Linked DNA regions of Hordeum vulgare: region 2 is linked to region 1. Evidence: chromatin contacts called from public Hi-C data. All regions are on one chromosome and are shown on one strand. Each heading gives the region's core, a stretch centred on a gene start, on an enhancer-like site or on the middle of the called end of the contact. The rest is flanking DNA. Distances are from core to core; before and after follow the strand shown. Region 1 holds the start of LOC123396577 (putative receptor protein kinase ZmPK1). Region 2 holds the start of LOC123395829 (histone-lysine N-methyltransferase, H3 lysine-9 specific SUVH1-like).

Region 1 (2,700 bases), core at 48-2,547:
GGACATCATATATAAGTGACAGCAGTGATATATCATTGAAACGGAAGATGTAGTTACCAGGAGCATGCGACTGGGTTGTTGAGACCAACTTTGTCGTAGCCGTGATGTACTGGGCTGGTAGGAGCGTGTCTGTCGGTGAATCAAAACTTTGCCATATTGTCGCGCCGCTGGTGTTCTTCATTACGAGATTCCCAGTGTCCAGCAGCTGAGCATGCTGAATATTTCTGTGGTAGTTGCCATCATGATCAGCTTGCCACACAACCGAGTCATCATAATCTGTGAGGACCATGTTACCATCCTTGTGCAAGGTCAGGGCTGACCTCCTGGAGTGGACGGGGCGGTGGCGGTTCGCACTCCAGACGACGGTCCTGTTGGCTGCCTTGGAGTACCATATTGAGAAGGTGAAGGCGTTGTCGTAGACGCCGTAGAAGCCACAGGAGAAGGTGCCATCCGGTGATTGCAGGATTTCACTTTGGTAGGCTTCGACGGTGAGGGAGGTTCCCGGTCGCAGTATGTCTCGATTTGCAGCGCTCGAGACAAGTGCGAAAAAGGAGAGGAGGTAGATAGTGGCAAGGCGTGTTGGAAGAGCAGGAACCATGGTTGCAGAGATAGCAGCGCCAGATGACGGCTGAACAAGTACCACTCGTCTATTTAAGGTAAATTTCTGTCTCAATCCTGAAAGGAAAATATTAATCTAAAGACAAAATCAGGATGCTACGGAGTTTCAACTCCTTAAACATCTAAAAACGTCAGGGCTGTAATCATGCCAGTGCCTTTGCCTCACAGCCTCACAGGCAGTCAAAGTCAGACTTGCACCCACCGGAGGCAGTCCAGGTAGAGAGTGACACATCTGACCAGATAATCAAAACACTATGCCAGCATCAAAACCACCAATAAAGATGGGGACACTTGTGTCCATTACAGCTAACTGATTGATGCTTCGATGGTGACTTCTGCATTTGAACATTCAAAGGAATTGACCATGGATCAGGCCAGGGTGGTCACTTTCAGGGAACTGATGCCCACGCTCTAATCCACATAATAGAATCTGCAGCTTCCAGGAATGGAGGCAGTTGACGAATACCACGTTGAGGGTCCAATATGCCCAATAAAGGGCTCAATCTAGTTTACCAATATTCGTTAAAAACAACTTTCCTGCAGCTTAACTAATAAAAGGAGTTTCTAAATAAGCACCTACTCCCTCTATCCGCGAATAAGTGTACATCTAGCTTTTGTTCTAAGTTAAAGTTTTAAAACTTTGATCAACTATATAGGAAAAAAGTAGTAACATATATGACATCAAATTGATATATTGGTAGAGGCTAGGGTTCTACCAGCGTAGGTTGTGGGGGTGGAAGTGCGGCCGGCGCGGCTGGGGACGCAGGCGCCGACAGTTGGGCGCCGTCGCTGCGAGAGAGAGAGAGAGGCGGCTAGGGTAGGGCGGCTAGGATTAGGGTTCCGGCTCCTCTGGGAGCCGGGCAATAGAATTGTCTTATTGCTTAATTCCGAAATAATTGTTTACATCTGTTTATATAATCTCAATAACTTGGACTCTAAGATAACTAAGATAACTTGGACTCTAAGATAGCTAAGATAACTTGGGCTAAGCTCGTAAATAACCCTGCCCATTGGGCCTCCTCCGTTGGTACGTCGTACCGGTCATAACATTTCTCCCCGCCTTCTCAAACAGCTCGTCCTCGAGCTGAACATCAGGAAACTGCTGGCGGAAATCGTCGAGCTTCTCCCAAGTCGCTTCCTCCTCTGGCAGGCCGGCCCACTATACCAAGACATGCCAGACGCCGCGGCGCTGCTGCGCCTTCGCCACCTGCGCGGGAGCTGGAAGGAGGCGGCCATCCGAAGTAGGAGGAAGGGCCGGCGTCGCTGCAGGAGGGTCCCCGCGGTAGGCCTTCAGTAAGCCGACATGGAAGACGTCGTGGAGGCGAGAACCAGCTGGCAGCTCCAAACGGTATGCGAGTGTGCCGACACGCTCCAACACACGAAAGGGACCGGCGTAGCGAGGTCCCAATTTGCGCTTGGAGCGCGGGTCCAGAGACTGCGTTGTCCTGTGGAGGAGGCGCAGCCACACCCAATCGCCCACCGCGAACTCCGCCTCGCGATGATGAGCATCGAGTACTTCCGGGCCAGCTGCTGTGCTTGGAGAAGACGCTGGCGCGCCTCAGCGAGAATGTCGTCGCGGGTGCGGAGTAAGTCGCCCGCCGTCTCGGACCGAGCCGTCCCAGGCTTGTAAGGGAGCATCGCCGAAGGTGGGCGCCCGTAGACCACCTCGAAAGGCGTGGTGCGCAGGGCGGAATGATAGGAGGTGTTGTAGCAGTACTCCACCCACGCCAACCAGTCCACCCAAGCTTGTGGACGATCACCAGTAACACAGCGCAGGTACATGGCGATCACCTCGGATTGGCCGTCCGTCTGAGGGTGGAACGCCGTGCTCATGCGTAGCTTCACTCCCGCCAGTCGAAAGAGATCCCGCCAGACATGTCCCGTGAACACGGAGTCACGATCGCTGACGATGGACGAAGGAAAACCGTGGAAGCGGACGATGCCGTCGAAGAAGGCCCGCGCCACGGAGGCGGTTGTATATGGATGACCCAGGGCGATGAAGTGCACGTACTTGGAGAAGCGGTCAACCGTGAGGATGACGGACTTGTTGCCCACCTTGTGAAGGCCCTCGATGAAGTCCAT
Region 2 (2,700 bases), core at 109-2,608, 600 kb after region 1:
TAAAGAAGTAATACACTTTTATAATAAACTATTATACTTGTTGGCTATAAGACGGACTATAGATGACATGTTAATGACTTATAGCCAGCAGGTGACTATACTATTATACTTGTTCTAAAGCGTGTAAGTTTGTGTATTTCACACTTTCGATCTTTCGCTGAAGTGAATAACATTTTTGCCAGGCTGAAGTGAAGTGAAGTGACATTGAGGGGCCGATACCGGAGTTAATAAACCTGCCACCGGTGAGCATTGTCGAACCGTCTCCAGCTGGTTCAAGCAGCACGGATCTCGAGACCGGTCCAACGGTGGACAGTGAAAGCGCAGAAGCCCAAGAGGCAAGCCTTGCCAACGCGTGACCGGTGACACGACCGCCTGGCAGTACACACGTGTAGGCCCTGAGAACGGAAACGGCTTCTCCGAGGGGAGGGGGGCCCCAAGCGGTAGCACAGGTAAGTGGCGTGCCCTTTTTTACCCCACCGCACCACGAGACTGTGGCCTCCAAAGAAGTGAGACCAGCGAGCGCTTCGGTGGAGAGAGGAAGAGCTTCTGCTTCGACGACGTCCTCAAGGTCAGTCTCTATCTCCCGGCAAATCTCTGTTGTGATTTCCTTTTCTGGCGTTCTTGGGTAGTACTAGCAGCTTTTGGTTTTAGATGATCATACCTGTGGAGAAATGGCCACTCTTTCCTGGGTTCAGCAACGTTCCTCTTATTTAACTTTGTTTCTACTTTCTGTCGATGCCGGCCTTTTTGGTTCATAATATGCGAGGAGGAAAGGAAGATGGAACGTACGTACAACGTAGCATGCCGAAATAGATGTGTTTTCTGCCGGTCTAATACTTAAAACAACCACAATCTGTACTACATTCACATGGTATGGATACTTCGACAAAGAGTGTGTTTTCCTCTCTTTCTTTTGTTTCGATATAGAAAAGAAGATTGCTCTGTTCCTGCTTGCTGCGTTTGACAGGATCCCGTTCTTTCAGTTCAAAACTTCATACTCTATCATTGCTTGAATTTACAGATTTATTCTCTCTCTATCTATCTTTTCTTCAAAAGAAAAGATTACAGTGGACAATTGTTCAATCGGTGTCACGCTTGTTTTAATAACAATTGTAAAAAAGATATCAAGCAAATCCTTCTCGTCAGTCAACATGCCATTTTTACACTGCCACCATCGCATAAACATTCATATTAATTACACCCAGCCAACAAACGTAGTGATCAAAATATGCAAGTTTTCTGTCTCCGTGTTGCTGCATTTCACTTCACAAGATACAGTTTTGTCCTGTTTTCTCAGTTCATAAGATGATACTGTTTTCTGAATTTACATGTTTATTGCTTACTGCCAGGAGTTCACCATGGGGAGCTTGATCGATGAAGCAGAAACCGAGGAGCAGCCCCTGGACCTGAAGCCATTGCACTCACTGGCGCCGATGTTCCCTACCCCTCCAGGGTATGATGTGGTGACCACTGGATCATCCGACCCACCATTCGTCTACATCACACCAATACAACAACACCCTGGGCCGGCTCCAGCTTCATTTGATGGGCCGCCACCAGGGTTCTGCTCCTCACCACAACAACAACACCCTGGGCCAGCTCCAGCTTCATTTGATGGGCCGCCACCAGGGTTCTGCTCCTCACCACAACCACCACAACAACAACGCCCTGGGCCAGGTCCAGCTTCATTTGCTGGGCCAGGGTCTGCAGTTCCTCTCAAGGCTACGCCAATCTCGGCAGCATTTCCCGCGCGGCGGCCCAAGGAGGAAACCTCGGATGAAGATTACACTCCTGCTTCCGAGAAGAGGAAGCCATCTTCATCTTCACCCAAGAGGACAACCAAGAAGGCTCGGCAGGCTGGAGACTCCACTGCAGCTACCCACAAGACAAAAGGGGACTCCACTGCAGCCAACATCAAGCATAGACCGATCAGGAGGAGCCTGAGCAAGGGGCTCGCCGGCTGGCCCTCCACATCGGACAACCCAAGGGAGGCGGTGGAAGCGGCCATGGCCATGTTCGACTCGCTCCGGCGCCGGATGCTGCAGCTGGATGAGAAGGAGGGCTTGGGCAGGCGCGCAGACCTCAAGGCCAGTGTTCTCATGAACCATAACAACCTGAGGATCAATCAACTCAAGACGATAGGGCCCGTCCCGGGTGTCGAAATCGGAGAAATCTTTTTCTACAGGATTGAGATGTGCATCGTGGGACTGCATGCACCATCGATGGCCGGCATCGACTACCTGTCAGCTAAGTTTGCCGGGAGGGACGAGAGCCTGGCCGTGAGCATCATCTCGTCAGGCGGATACGAGAACGTTGAAGATGAGACTGACACCCTGGTGTACACGGGCCAAGGAGGTAACAGCCGGCGCAAGGAGAAGCACGACCAGAAGCTGGAGAAAGGAAACCTTGCTCTCAGCAACAGCGCCAGCAAGAAGAACCAGATCAGGGTGGTGCGCAGTGCACGGGACCCTTTCTCCATCTCAGGAGGCAAGGTGTACATCTACGATGGAGTGTATCGCATCGAGGACTCCTGGATGGACAGAGCCAAGAACGGGTTCAGTGTGTTCAAGCACAGGCTGAGGAGGGAGCCGGGGCAGCCTGACGGGATTTCAGTTTGGAAGATGACAAACAAGTGGAAGGCGAACCGTGCCACGAGAGAAAAGGCCATAGTGCTGGATCTATCATCAGGGGCTGAAAATC

What was found. A called contact is a pair of places that touch in the nucleus more often than the background predicts.
Region 2: a contact with region 1 is called in a Hi-C map of leaf, with 2.8 times the contacts expected there. The contact joins the promoter of LOC123395829 here to the promoter of LOC123396577 in region 1. A contact is called at or near these places in 3 of 6 Hi-C or Micro-C datasets (leaf and seedling).

What each region holds. Positions count from the first base shown.
Region 1 is chr5H:310,806,288-310,808,987 of MorexV3_pseudomolecules_assembly, forward strand. It overlaps LOC123396577 (putative receptor protein kinase ZmPK1), which reads right to left and starts at 1,298. Exons shown (of 2, transcript XM_045091475.1): 1 at 321-1,298; 2 at 1-224. The coding sequence starts at 598.
Region 2 is chr5H:311,410,901-311,413,600 of MorexV3_pseudomolecules_assembly, forward strand. LOC123395829 (histone-lysine N-methyltransferase, H3 lysine-9 specific SUVH1-like) reads left to right here and starts at 1,359. Exons shown (of 2, transcript XM_045090864.1): 1 at 1,359-2,700. The coding sequence starts at 1,359.